Linked DNA regions of Mus musculus: all the other regions are linked to region 3. The links are chromatin contacts, called in public Hi-C and HiChIP or PLAC-seq maps. All regions are on one chromosome and are shown on one strand. The core of a region is the stretch at or near the end of the contact, and the rest is flanking DNA. Distances in the headings are between cores, read along the strand shown.

Region 1 (3,419 bases), core at 601-3,100, 190 kb before region 3:
GCAATCGCCTTCCATCGGAGCAGGGAGGGAGTGAGTGGCCGTTTTGCTGAGTCGACAATTGGAACACAATGCTGGGGCGGGGGGGCGGCCTGGGCCTGGGGAAAACAGAGGAGGTCCCCTCCTCCACCTGCAGCCAAGCTCCATAGCCAAGCCAGCCAGGAACCCAGAGGCTCTGAGGAAGAAACAGCCCTCCTGGCACAGAACTTTCTGGAACTTTGACTTTCCAGATTGAAAGTGTACCACCTGGGGATGTTTTGAAATGTGGCTTAATCCTCCTCATAAGATTCCTCCTCCTCCTCTTCTTCCTCCTCCTCCTCCTCTCCTTCTCCCTCCTTCTTCTCCTTCTCCTCCTCCTCCTCCTTTTTCTTCTTCCTCCTCTTTCTCTTCCTCCTCCTCTTCCTCCTCCTCTTCCTCCTCCTCTTCCTCCTCTTTCTCTTCCTCCTCCTCTTCCTCTCCTTTTCCTCCACCTCTTCTTCTTTCTATCTTTATCACTTTCCCAGTCACAAAATCAATTAATTTCCTTCATCCCTTTTCTTTTTTTTTCTTTTTCTTTTTCTTTTTCTTTCTCTTTCTCTTTTCTTTTTTTTTTTTTCCTTTTTTCTTTTTTCTTTTTGTGACAAAGCATTGCAGACCTGGATAGCTTAGAAGGCCCTGTAAAGTTGTGCGTCTGAACACGGACACCAGCACTGACAATGTTTGGAGAAGTTGGAGTGTCTTGGAACAGGGTCTTGCTGTGCATCCCAGGCTGGCCTTGAACTCACTGCAACCTTCCTGCCTCGGCCCCCTGGTGTTGGGATTGCAGGCATGTGCCATAACACCTGGCAAGGGGACTGGATTGGAATCTTCCCTGGCTATTCCTGGGAGTTGTGCCTGTGGAGGGGATTCAGAGGCTGGCCATGGCGACGTGTTCAGCAGGATGCTGAGTGGGAACCGGTACACATCAGGCTGGCTCTTGTTGAATGGCATTGCTTTACTTGGGCATTGTAAAAATCAAGGAAGAAAAGAAATGTGGGGCTGTGAACACAGCCCAGGAGCCCCACCTTCCCCATCCCAGGGACAGCCTCAGACATGAAGAAGGAATGAGGAGAGCTTTGCTCCTGAACAAACTTGCTGGCTGTGCAAACTTCTGTAGATCTTTTGCCATCTCTGAGCCTCAGCTTCTTCACCTAAAGATCGGGGAGGGGGGCAGATACAATATCTCTCTCTGGCTCCCGAGATCATTTCTGTGGAAGACTTGTACTGTCCTGGACCCCACTACACTCATTATTCCCTTGTGTGGGATTGCTTGGTGGCTGAGAGTGGGTTTAAGGAATTGACTGGCCTCAATCTGCTAAGATGCTGGGCCACCAACAACCCTCCCATACACACACAAGGAGGATCCCAAAGATAAGATCCCCCTGTCTCCAAAAGAGTGGCTGCAATTGCCACAGCAGTGCAGAAGGTGCAGAGGCAGGAGTTGCGGTGGGCTGTTTTTTGTTTTTGTTTTTGTTTTGATTTTGTTTTGTTTTGTTTTTCCTTTCATAAGCTTAGGCTTCCAGCAGGAGTCCAGTCCCTCCCAGAATGTGAGCCAGCTAGGTTGGAGCCTGAGAAGGACCCCTAGGAAGAGAGCCTTGTAGGGAGGCACAGGATGCTCCCCATGGAAGCTGCGGCTGAGGCTCCCGCAAGCCGGTGTGGCAGGAAGCCCCGTGCGCCCCAAAGGTGTTTGTGTAAGGACTGAGCCGAGGGGGCTGCTGTGATTGCAAGAGTCCTGAAATCTGAGCCCGCCCTGCCACAGTCACGGGGTCACCAAACCCAGACTAAATAGTCTGGCGGACTGCTCGGCTGTCTGGAAATGGCCGGGATGGAAGGAGTCAGGCAGGGAGGGGCTGGAGTGCTGTTGCCTTGCTCAACACTGGGGCCTGTGTCCACCGCCACCCAAGCCCCTCCCCTGCCCTGAAGCCCAGCTATGAATGCGGCCTGAGTTTTCTTATTTCCGTTCTACTTCATAATGGTTGAGAGGAGCTGGGGGTGGAGGGGGGAGCGTGCGGGGCAGCTCTCTAACTTGGGTTGCCTCTGCTCCCCTGCACCAGAGTCTTGGCTAGACAACACAGTGATTTCAGGCCTGAGCCAGACTTTTACACTCAAAAGCATCCCGGTACTGCTCTGTTGTCTTTGACTGATTGGCAGGGGTGCCTGTGGTTCCGTTTGGAAAGTTCAGTACCTGAACTGGAGACCTTGGGACAGTGAACCAGTGTGACTGATCTAACACGTGCATGATCACTACCTTAAGTTGATCTTTCAGAACTCTCTCTTAGAGGCCAGGTGACCCCTGAAGTCACACAGTTGGGGAATATCCATGGTAATGTTGGAATACAGGCCTAGTCCTAAAACTTAGCACAGTCTCATGGCCAGGATGTTAATACATGAGATGTATAACTAGAGGCTGGGACTTCAAATAAAGAAATCTCAGCATATCTACCAGATGAAATATAATATAGCCGTTAACAGGGAGGGAACTACGTGTCATGTGACAGTGTGGGTGAATTGTGAAGAGCTCATGCTGAGTGAAACAAACTAGTCTTGAAAAGATGAATATGGTGACAACACTTACACCTGGCCTGGAGTAGAGAAACCCAAAGAGGTGGAGAGTGGACCAGATCTGCCATGGGCTAGGGAGGTGGGATCGGAGTTATTGCTCTCTGAATACTCAAGGGACGTTCAGGAGCCTTGTGAATAGGTGGTGGCAACCTATACCACCGAGCCACACTCTAACTGTGGATTTTATGTCTGTCTTTCCATCACAATGACATCCCTGTTTAGGGTTCCTGGGATGCCCCAGCCTCAGAGCTGCCAGGGCCACTAACTCCAGTCCCTGTGTTTCTCTTCTGTACTCTGCTGTCTCTGTCCACCAGAGTCCTGCAGAGCCTTCTTAGCTGGGAGGACACCGTGAGAATGGCAGTCTTAGTGCCCTGAAGTGGGCAGCACCAGGCCTTTCTCTCTACTGAGGCTAGAGGCTGCACCAGGAGTTCCAGTGGACCAATCCTTTTCTGAGTCGTCACCCAAGCTAGGGAGCAACTGTCCTATCCACCCTATCTCCATCCAACACTGAGTTCCTGGAATTAACCCAATAAACTGGCTGGTTCTCTAAGTGGTGGAGTCTTCTCTTTCAGGGACAACAGAGGTTTGTAGCTGAGTGTTATGTGGCCTTTTAGAGAGGTATGAATCGTCAAGGTTGCTGGTCACTTAAGCACGTGCCTTCAGGAAAGGGGACTTCTTCTGGGGACAGGCAAAAGCTGAGCTGGCCAAAGTATGCTTGGAAACTCTGGATTTTTGCAGTCTAGCATGTGTTGGTGGTGGCCAGCTGAGGGACGAAGCACAGAACTTTAGAAGGTTCTAGAACTTCCCTCTAGCAGGCTGAACAAGGGCTTTCCGTGTCTTCC
Region 2 (3,411 bases), core at 72-2,571, 220 kb before region 3:
AAAAAAAACAAACTATTCTAAGCTCTCTAGAGCCCTGCCCTTTAAGCTTCCTCACTACTGCACCAGCCATCGGCGCTGGAAAGCATTTGTCCCAGGGCCTTTATTGTGTGCAGAGGAAACCTCAACCCCATCTGAGACAGGCTTGGTGATAATGCTGTTCTCAGAGGAACTGGGGTCCATGAGACACAGCTGGGAACATGTACTACAGCAGGAGAATTGGGGGAACCCTGAGACACAGCTGGGGACACACACTGCAGCAGGGGACATGGGGACCCTGAGGCACATCTAGGGACATGCACTGCAGCAGGGAACATGGGGTCCCTGAGGCACAGCTGGGACATGCACTGTAGCAGGGGAATTGGGGGACCCTGAGCCACAGCTGGGACATGAACTGCAGCAGAGACAGGCTTGGTGATAGCTTTGTTCTCAGGGGAAGTAGGGTCCCTTAGGCACAGCTGGGGACATGCACAGCTCCAGCTTGTCTACCCTCGATCCAACTTACCATGTGGCCGATGGAGAAGCCTAGAGGAGTATGGAACTCGGGCAGAAGCCAGCTTCTCTCTGTGGATCTGAGCTTCCTGACTATTGATGTCCCCGAGCTTGAGACTCAGTTTCCCCACTTTCAAAGTAGAGACCTCCCGATGACCTAGGAATAACTTCCGTGTACAGAACAGTCGACACTTTATGAGGTGACCCTCACAAGCCACTCAGCACAGCGCCCCACCATGGCAGTTGGGGGACACACACTCTGTAGCATCTATCTCGAATGAGCCCTGTGAACAACCTGGTTCATGATGACAGGATGCAGCCACCATGCGCAGGGTCCCTGAGTGAAGACGTGACAGAGTTGAGCAAAGGGTGTGTCTGGAGCACAGCGGACGCTCTGCGAATGAGCACTAACATCCGTGTCAAGTGTTATTAATTGTTATCAACATCACAGACACTGCTGACATCTGTATTGGGTACCTAACATTCACAGTCTAGGAGAAATGATCTCTGAGTTCCTGACATCTGGGGACTCTGCACATCACAGGGGAGAGGATGCTTCCATTCAAGGGGTTTCCTTCAAGAATAATGAGGCCATCGTTTGATGGGTCAAACACCAGGGACCCTGGTATGTGAGAATCCAGAAAAGAAAAGAATGACCCTTAGGATCAGTGTCTCCCAAGCACGGCCAGGGGTTGACTTACACTGTTGATCTGACGCTCAAATGGAACTGGGTGTCCTGTGTTTCCACTTGCTAGACCATAAAACCACTGGTATCCATGACAACAGCTCCTGTAACTTGAGGAGCCCAGTGACTCCCCAGGCTGCAGAGCTGGCCTGCCAAGGCTCTTGGCCTAGGCCCTGGGCTCAGTCACTTCCTGTGGCTGGCTGTCTTGAGCAGGGCTGGGCTTCTCTGCTCAAGTCGCATTAGGCCAGCTGTCTTGACTCCTGCGTCCTGGTGGATTCTAAAGTCTGTGGACGATTTTGTACAAAACTCAGGAACGTGGACCTTGCTGTGTGCACTTCAGGGTCCCAGGCGAGCCACCTGCTCTGGCACACCGTGGTTGGGTCCCCGGGCCCCGGCTGTGGTTGTAATATGACCCAGTCCAAGGCAGACGGGTGCTGACTTGCAGTGAGCAAAGCAGCCAGGACAGAGCAGCGTGGAGAAGGAAAAGAATCCGAGATGAGGCAAGCCTGGCCTCGGGTGACCTGGCCCGAAGGCGGCCAGCCAAAGCTGGGTGTGGAGACCTTCCTACGCACATCCTAGGCTGGCAGAAGGCTCTTGAGGTCAATGCCAAGGTCAAAAGCAGGCACTGAGTCACCTGGAGATGGGATTCAGGACTCTCTGTCCCAGCCCCAGCCTGGCCTCTTTCTCTGGCTTGTTGCTCTTCTCCTCCCTCTAGGCTGCCTCTGCCGAGAGAGGGTCCCTGAGTGGGTCCCTCCAGCCAATACTCTGGAGGCATCCCACCCTGGACTCGTGCTTTTAAAGCTGGTTTCTCTGAGTTACAGGCCAGAACTGGGTTCCCAAGCCAGGCTCTCATCACAGGAGAGGCATGGCTAGTGACCTTCAACTGTGGACCTTATTCAAACAGTGCACAAAACTCTGATCCTAAGGAGAGGCTCAAGCTGCAGATAAAAACCCCTTCCTTCCTTTTCTTCTCTCACTTCTCTCCCTCTGCCTTTCTCCCCCTGTCTCCCTCTCTTGAGGAAGGAAGGGCTCTTAGGAATGAGACAATTTACAAAAGGTTCTGCACAGCCAAGGCATCTCTAGAGCATTCTCAGGGCTCAGAATGATCGGAGGCAAGGAAGGCAGAGCGCCTGGCCAAAGGCCTGCAGCTCCATACGAGGGCTCTGCCGTGGCTGTGCAGCCTCTAAGGGTTTTGCTCTCCTGGTTTGGTTTGGATTAGATCAGAGGGGCCAGTCTGGGGGCCTAGTTGAATATCCCTGTGCTAGCCCATCCCTGAGAGTGCTGGTGCTGGGACATGGAGAAGAACAAAGTATAAGGACCCATAAGGACCATCCATGGGTGTAAGTAGGAGGTGACGCCCGCTGGGGAAGCCCCGGGGTCGGTGGGAAGGCACAGTATAAATGTGTCCATCATGGGGAGGATACCCCACCACCTTCCAAGCCACTAGAACCAGGAACCCACTATGTTGGAGGAAAGAAACTTTGGAATCTTCTGTGGGTGCAAGGCAGAGTCCTGGTCCCCTTCCTCTACTGATTCAGACTTAGACTCACACTATCTGTCTAGAGATATAACATATCGGCCAGTCTTTAACAGACATTCACGCTGCCCTGGTGTGTAGAAGTGTTTCCAAGCTTCACCTATACTGAGAGAATTGGAGTTCAGAGAAACAGTGAGCCACGTGAGAACACACAGCAGGATTCCCTGGGAACCAGAAGACAGGACAGGCTTGTTCTGGAGTGGATGGATGGATGGATGGATGAGTGGACACAGACAAATGGATAGATGGATAGATAGCTAGATAATAGGTGAAGAGATGGTAGATAGATGATAGATTAGATAGATGACAGATTGATAGAGGGATTCATAGATAGATAATAGATAAATAGATACATTATGATAGATTAGATAAATAGATGGTATGTTGATAGATACATAGATAGATGATTGATAGGTTGATAGATTGATAGGCAAATACATAGGTAGATGATAGAGATAGATGGATGGATAGATAGATAGATAGATAGATAGATAGATAGATAGATAGATGATAGACGATCGACTGATAAACACATAGATGATCAACAGATAAACACATAAATAGATGATAAATAGGTAATAGGTGGGTAGACAGGTTATAGATAGATCGATAGATGGATGGGTGGGTGGGTGGGTGGGTGGGTGGATGGATGGATAGATAGATAGATAGATAGATAGATAGATAGATAGATAGAATAGGT
Region 3 (3,313 bases), core at 449-2,948:
TGTTAGTCAGGAACCAGCAGTCCAACTGAGCCAAGGAGCAAGCTGCCAACAAGCCGTCCATATGTATGCCCACAGACCAAGCTTGCTCTTGGTCCTTGAGGTGGGGATAAGCTCAGCCTTTCCTCCAAGACTCAAAATCAATCAATCAATCTCTCTCCTCCACCACCTTCCTTGGCAGTTCCAAAGAATCTGAGCTGACCCCATCCTTTAAGCCCTGCTAAGTCATGGTGACCCTGTTCCTCATGGGCTGCTGAGTCACCGCCAGAAACCTGTAAACTCAGTCCAAGCATCATTCACAGGAGGTAGGAGATGCAAGAGCATGAGTTAGTTTTTTGGTTTTTGTTTTGTTTTGTTTTTTGAGAGAGAGAGAGAGATCTGTATGACTGACTTTGACGTTTCTGCCTCTGGCAGCCATTTATTGTCTTGTGAGGTAGACAATCGTCCAACTGTCAACAAACACACATCATCAACATCACAGCTACACATCATCATCTTCGCTGCACGTGCCAGAATTCCCATGGAGAGGCTGGGAGCTCCCCCAGCTCTGAGTACCCACCACACAGGGGCAGACAATCCTCCAGTGTCCCAGATAGAGAATCTGGTGAGCTGAATGACTGGCCCCATGAGAAACTGAGACAGAAGGAAGAATCTAGAGCCTGTGGGAAGCCAGTGGGGCAAGCCACTGTTTTTTGTCCAGAGCCTCAGTTTTCCCTCTGTAGAATGGGTGTCCACCCTGATCCTGTCTTACCGAATATGATGTCCTGGTGCCATTTCCAGTAGCCCTCCTCTGGTGTCACTGCAGCTCCCTGAAGATCCTATGGGGGAACCAAATTTCTGCCTATTGGACACAGAGTAAGGCAGATAGACACAAGATACGGTTGACTTGTGAGGCCAGATATCAGAAGAACCATCCCAGCCTCTGCCTCCCTCTTCTGGGTAGCTGCAGCCACTTCAGGACCCACCAGAGACGGATGCAGAGGCCTCCACCCACAGAAACTGCACGAGCTAATACCGAGTTATCGCTGCTTCCCGGTAACGAGTCTCAAGTCTCGGGGCTGTTTGTTTCACAGTTACAGACAGCTGACACACAGAGAGAAATGGATAGAAACACACCAAAATACGATCATCAATCCTTGGTATTTACTGTTCCTGGGTGCCAGCCAGACTCTGCTCATGATTTCTGCTCATTCCCTGGGTACACACCAACATAGAGTTGCTTCACAGATGAGCAAAGTGTGCCCAGAAACAGGGAGCTACTTGCCCAAGGGCACACAGCCTGATAGGGATGTTAGCAGGTCTATCAGTCTCTGAATTGCAGCACACTCTGCATTCCAAGCGAGGATATGGACTCCCCGCCACCACCACCCCCGCCCCCGCATTAGTGTTACCTTCTAATGGGGTGTTTTTCCCTGTGGGGAAGACATAAATGTCCGTGTGTCGGCAATCCTTCGGGGCAAGTCAGCAGAGACCTCAGCATCAGGGACTTCTCGGATGGTAGCAGGGAGCCACGTGCTGGAGAAAAGCCCAGACCCTGGAGGGAATCTCAGGAACTTAGCAAGGATGGCTGGGCTGCTGTCTGCCGGAGCCGCAGGGGTTAAAGAGAAAGGCTGGTTTGAAGAAATTCTCTAAGCTGGTGTTAGATCAGGAGGAGAAGGCAAAACGCTTGTAAATTCCACCCGGGGAATTGGGCCCCGAATCGGCTCACCTTTCGTGGACACCCCCGCAGCCCCCGCCCCGCCTGAGAGGACAGCTGACCTTTGGAGGGAAATAATGAAAAGAAGAAATTCCTTGGAGAAAATAATGTGTCCGGGCCTCAGTAATGAGATCGGCTCCTTTCATGTTGCCATGGCGACGGCAGTCATCTTATAATACAAACCCATGAATGGTCCGGGCGGGCAGCCTCACAGCCGAGGGGCCAGGGAGGGGGTTAGCCTCTTGCAGGCTGGGGTCAGGGGCCACCGGGCCTCATTTCCCCGAGATGCAGCCTGGCTCCGGGGTCTCCGGGGCTGGGGGCTTGGGCCTAGCTGACAGTTGCACCACAGCCCTGGGTTCACGGGAACTTTGCAGCCTGATGCTGGCGGCACCTTCTTGGCTAAGCAGCCGCTGCAACCCACATGCGGGGTTACTCTGCAGCTGCTGCCTAAGGGAGACACGGGAGCTTCACTGTCAGATCAGGAAACTGAGGCACAGGTCGCAAAATGAGCTCCTCCTGGTTCAGTTCTTAGGCCACAGCTATGTGTGGTCCAGACCACTGTTGGGCCGGGACCTCTCGGCAGCAGGGAAGTGGTTAGAGGCTGAAAAGATGCTCCTCTCAGACTGACAGGACTATGGAGGACCACCTGTGTGTGAAAACACACTGGGCTGGGCTAGCCTGGTGGCAGAGCACCATGTGACACTCATAAAACCCTGGGTTCCATCGCCCAGAGCCTCCCTATGATTGACATCTGACAAGTTACAGCTGCCGTTTGTCAGTGGAATGGGGCTGGAGAGCTCAGTGGTCACATAGATTTTTTTTTTTCTTGCAAGCATGAGAAGGCAGAATGGATGCCCAGAACCCAGGCAGGACCCAACGCAAGAACAAGGATTTGCCAGCCCAGGGATCTTGCCCAGTGATGGGAGGCAGAGACAGGAGGGTCCCTGGAAGTTCTATGGCCAGCTAGCTAGAGTACACACAGCACATAAGAGGACCTGTTAAAATAAGGTTGAGGGTGAGGATTGAGACCTGAGGTTGTCCACTGATCTCCACACCTATGCCACAGCACACTTACACACGTGAACACACACATCACACTCATATACATACATACATACATACATACATACATACATGTACGCAAATGTTTAAAGTGTGTGCATGTATGTAACAGCAGGAAGGATGGTGCACAGGGAAAAGTCTCTGTTAGAACTAAACCAAAGTACAGTGTAAGCCTCAGCAGCGTGGTGCCCACACCCCTGCGCTGCCCTGCACTTTGCGTGGGCGGTGCTCTTCCTTTAGGGTTGAGGGTACTCTGCCTAGATGGGTTATTGCAGCTCAAGGACACTGCGGGAGACAGAGAACACTGTCTGAAAGCAGACTCACGGGACACACAGGTGAGGCAGGGGGTCTTCAGGAGGGAGGCCTAGAGGAGAGTGGCAAGAGAGGAATGGATGCAACAAGGAGAAGAAGGGAGGAATCAGAGAGGAAAGAGGAGAGGGAGGAGGAAGGGGAGGAGGGAGAAGAGGAGGGAGGAGGGGAAGAGGGGGAGGAGGGGGAAGAGGAGGGGAAGAATTGGGATAGGAGGGAGAAGAGGGGAAAGAGGGGGAAGAGAAGGGG
Region 4 (3,228 bases), core at 568-3,067, 140 kb before region 3:
TGTCTGCTTCAGTTTCTCTACCATGGAATGAGGTCTTTCGGGACACAGGGCACACATGGTGGGGCCTGAGTCTGGTTTGTCACTGACAGAGGATATTTATAGACACTTACTAAACGACTAGCTAATGGGACTCAAGTAATGATCTCTTCCCTGCCCATTTGGCCTTGGGAAGCAAAGGTCTTCTAGTGGGATGAAGACTACCCCAGCCCCAGGCCCAGCCCCAGCCCCAGCCCCAGCCCCAGCCCCAGCCCCAGCCCCAGCCCCAGCCCAGCCCCAGCCCCAGCCCCAGCCCCAGCCCCAGCCCCAGCCCAGCCCCAGCCCCAGCCCCAGCCCCAGCCCCAGCCCCAGCCCCAGCCCCAGCCCCAGCCCCAGCCCCAGTCCCAGCCCCAGCCCCAGCCCCAGCCCCAGACACCTAGCAGCTGGGGAACCTGAGGATATGATTTTATTTAGAAAAAGGGTCTTTGTGGATGTCATTAGAGGAAAAGGCAGCTTGGGCCAACAGGCAAGAGACACTTGTGTTGCCAGAAATGACAGAGTCCAGGACACCCTCCTTAGAAGTCTCAGGAGAGCAAGGTCCATCCACACCTTTAAACCTTGAGTTCCAGAAATTCGGGAAACACATTCCTGCCTGTGCTGAGGAATTTCCTTATAAAGCCTTAAGACACAAATGCAGAATGACGGCTGACGGATGTGACCTGAGGACTGGGGGACCTAGGAGCCTCCCAGAGTCCCCCTTGGTTGTCGTGTGGCCAATTCCAACAAAGTGGCCTCTGTTGGCTCAAATGAACGGGGCAGAGGAGACAAGGAAGTGAGGATATGAGTGCCCAGATCAACCTCCTGTCTAACCTTAGCGAATGCCATCTCCTCGAGGTCTGGACACAATCGCGCGGGCCCCTGGCAGTCAGTCCTTTTCATCATGTGAGGTCTGCAGCCCTGAGCAACAGACTCATTCAGAGCCTCAAATAGCCTTCAGCTCCCAGAGCCTCCGACTTGCCAAGGCTGCATAGATACAGCCAGACCCTCCACAAGTCCCCTCACCCCACTGCCCAGGTGCTGCCTGGCCAACCTGCTCCTCCTCGGGGCTGCACCCGGGAGCTCACTGCAGACTCTTCATCTTCAAGGAAACAGAAAGCACACTCTTCACCCACTATAACTTCCCAAACAAACTGGATTCCTATAACCATAAAACAAAGCCCAAATGAGCTGGCCCTGGCCCAGGAGGGAAGGCGGGAGGAACCCGGGTGCCGGAGGGGCTGTTAGTTGCCAGGCTGGCTGCACGGATTTCGACACCTCAGCCTTGCAGTCGCTTAATATTCCAATGAGCACCCGAGCAAGGCATTAGGAGCGAAGGAGTGCATGAACGCCCTCAGAGCTGGGGGAATATTACTCACCAGGTCACGGTCGGCTGCATAAAATACAACCCTCATATATCATTATAACTGCCAGCCAGCGACAGTTATAATTGAGACGGCAATAACTAGGAGAGAGTTCTTTAATTTAACATCCAATTATTACAAGTTATCACTTCTTAATAAATGTAATATAACAGACAATCAATGTTGCATGCGACGGCCCAGACTGCAATGGGACGGGAAATTTATATCCTGGGGAAAGAAAAAATATACTGTGTGTAGTGTGCGTGCGTGCGTGCATGCATGCATGTGCGTGCGTGCGTGCATGTGTCTGTGTGAGTGCTTCGGCTTTCTAGTCTGTAGAGCTGTGAGTGTGCCAGCTATCTGGCTATAAATAGCTGGGTTTGCCTAGGCAGCTAGCATCTCCACATTTGCATATGTACAATAGCCCCAGGCCAAGGGAACGGGAAGAATGAGAAAGGGGAAGAGATTTCTTCTCAGGGCTGCAGGCTCCTCAGAGGAGCTGCAAGGGGCAGCAGGGCCCAGCGGGCACAGGGCCCAGGGTGGCAGCTGGGACAATTACTCTGAGCCTTAACCAGGCCGAGCAAGTTTTTTTTTTTTTTTTTTTGGATTTAAATGTTGGGGTTCTTTTTCTGTTGTGTGTTTCTTCTGTTGGCCAGAGAGAAAAGGAGCCCTTTATGAGTGAGCAGCCTGGCACCTCTTTGTATAGTAGAAGCATCGGTGCATCCAGCACCCCCATAAATGAATACAAATGACCGGCACCCTAGGAAGGATCCCATGTCTTGTGGCTAAACTTCCACGGGCTTGTCTTCCACTGGATGGCAAAGCTCTGACTCTTTCCCTTAGACTCCTGTGCCATTGTTGGCCCCCTTGTTATAGAAACATGCTCATTTGTATATCCATCCACATGACTGATTTCACCGGGAATACCTGCCATTCTTGACATCTCCACTCTCCAGTGAGTAGGGTTGCTTTAGTCTGGGGACACTGGACACAGGGTACTGCTGTATGTATTTGGGGACTGTGGGGGCTTCCCCACATTCTTGGTGAATACCAAGAATGAGCCCTGGGGATCACTCAGGGTCCAAACATTTCTGCTTCGGTTCTAACAAATGACTACTTTTGCCAGTTTTCCTATCTATCGGCTGTGTTCCGGTTGCTCTGTTTTCTTTGCCAACATTTGGTGCTGTCAGGTTTATTGGCTTTAGCCACTCCAGGGGGCACACAGTGGGAACCTATGCCAGAGGACACACAGTGGGAACCCATGCCAGAGAACGCACAGTGGGAGCTTGCTGTACTCCATCAGCACTTCCCTGAAAGCTTAGGACATTCCTCACTTTAATTTAATGGCTTTCCCTGTTTGTGTGGCTTCCCTGTTAAAGCGTCTGTTTGTTTAATGGTTTGCGTGTTTTCTATTGGGTCCTCTGTTCTGTTCTCCCTCCCACAACCTTAACCACTCTCCCCTTCCTTTCCCTTCTCTGTTAGGGAAGAGGTGGTTATAAATCTTGATAGAATCTATGGGTTATTTCTTGTTCTATGCAATTCAAAATGGTGATCATCTCAAAGGTGGTCTTGATGATCTCTGTGGAGGAGCAGGAGAGCAAAGGGGATATATTTGGTTCACTGGAACTCACTGCCATGGCCCTGTGTGAGGGGAGCTGCCCATCTCCCTCAGTGTCTACACACCCACCTGTGGTCTGGCTCCTCGATGACCACAGGTGACAGAGCTGAATACAAGAGGTGCCGCTCCCAACCCCAAGGAATACAAATCTCCTAAAGAAAACAGAAGATTCTCAGAGAGCTCGAGATTGAGGCAGACTTCTTAAACAAAATCAAAAGTGCAAGAAGTACATGA

The links. A called contact is a pair of places that touch in the nucleus more often than the background predicts. HiChIP or PLAC-seq counts read pairs in DNA pulled down with a chosen protein or histone mark.
Region 1: a contact with region 3 is called in an H3K4me3 HiChIP or PLAC-seq map of neural tube, with 3 times the contacts expected there. The contact joins the enhancer-like site here to the promoter of C130026L21Rik in region 3. A contact is called at or near these places in 2 of 39 promoter capture datasets (cranial neural crest and neural stem cells), 3 of 484 Hi-C or Micro-C datasets (cerebral cortex and cortical neurons) and 8 of 115 datasets of contacts at active chromatin or transcription factors (craniofacial prominence, embryonic basal ganglia, embryonic forebrain and 5 more).
Region 2: a contact with region 3 is called in a Hi-C map of embryonic fibroblasts, with 3 times the contacts expected there. The contact joins the enhancer-like site here to the promoter of C130026L21Rik in region 3. A contact is called at or near these places in 4 of 39 promoter capture datasets (the 3T3-L1 cell line, cranial neural crest, hippocampal neurons and 1 more) and 7 of 484 Hi-C or Micro-C datasets (the 3T3-L1 cell line, cortical neurons, embryonic fibroblasts and 2 more).
Region 4: a contact with region 3 is called in an H3K4me3 HiChIP or PLAC-seq map of embryonic forebrain, with 3 times the contacts expected there. The contact joins the enhancer-like site here to the promoter of C130026L21Rik in region 3. A contact is called at or near these places in 4 of 39 promoter capture datasets (the 3T3-L1 cell line, embryonic stem cells, frontonasal cranial neural crest and 1 more), 4 of 484 Hi-C or Micro-C datasets (cerebral cortex, embryonic somatosensory cortex, epidermal suprabasal cells and 1 more), 3 of 115 datasets of contacts at active chromatin or transcription factors (embryonic basal ganglia, embryonic forebrain and forebrain) and 2 of 9 other capture datasets (adipose tissue and liver).

What each region holds. Positions count from the first base shown.
Region 1 is chr5:111,768,897-111,772,315 of GRCm38.p6, reverse strand. No RefSeq gene overlaps it. Among named protein-coding and RNA genes, the nearest start is that of E130006D01Rik, 8.9 kb to the right of the region's middle. Within about 2 kb of position 1,850, at least 85 of the 459 cell types and tissues checked have an H3K27ac peak or open chromatin away from gene starts, as enhancers often do. A contact at or near this core is called in cerebral cortex, craniofacial prominence and neural tube, where this site is marked.
Region 2 is chr5:111,798,106-111,801,516 of GRCm38.p6, reverse strand. It overlaps Gm36535 (a long non-coding RNA gene), which reads right to left. Exons shown (of 2, transcript XR_003955955.1): 2 at 1-646. Among named protein-coding and RNA genes, the nearest start is that of Gm36535, 6.4 kb to the right of the region's middle. Within about 2 kb of position 1,321, at least 175 of the 459 cell types and tissues checked have an H3K27ac peak or open chromatin away from gene starts, as enhancers often do. A contact at or near this core is called in embryonic fibroblasts, myocytes and second pharyngeal arch cranial neural crest, where this site is marked.
Region 3 is chr5:111,579,946-111,583,258 of GRCm38.p6, reverse strand. C130026L21Rik (RIKEN cDNA C130026L21 gene) reads right to left here and starts at 1,698. Exons shown (of 4, transcript NR_015546.2): 1 at 1,389-1,698; 2 at 963-1,080; 3 at 749-838.
Region 4 is chr5:111,723,475-111,726,702 of GRCm38.p6, reverse strand. No RefSeq gene overlaps it. Among named protein-coding and RNA genes, the nearest start is that of Gm36481, 17 kb to the right of the region's middle. Within about 2 kb of position 1,817, at least 65 of the 459 cell types and tissues checked have an H3K27ac peak or open chromatin away from gene starts, as enhancers often do. A contact at or near this core is called in cerebral cortex, embryonic basal ganglia, embryonic forebrain and 2 more, where this site is marked.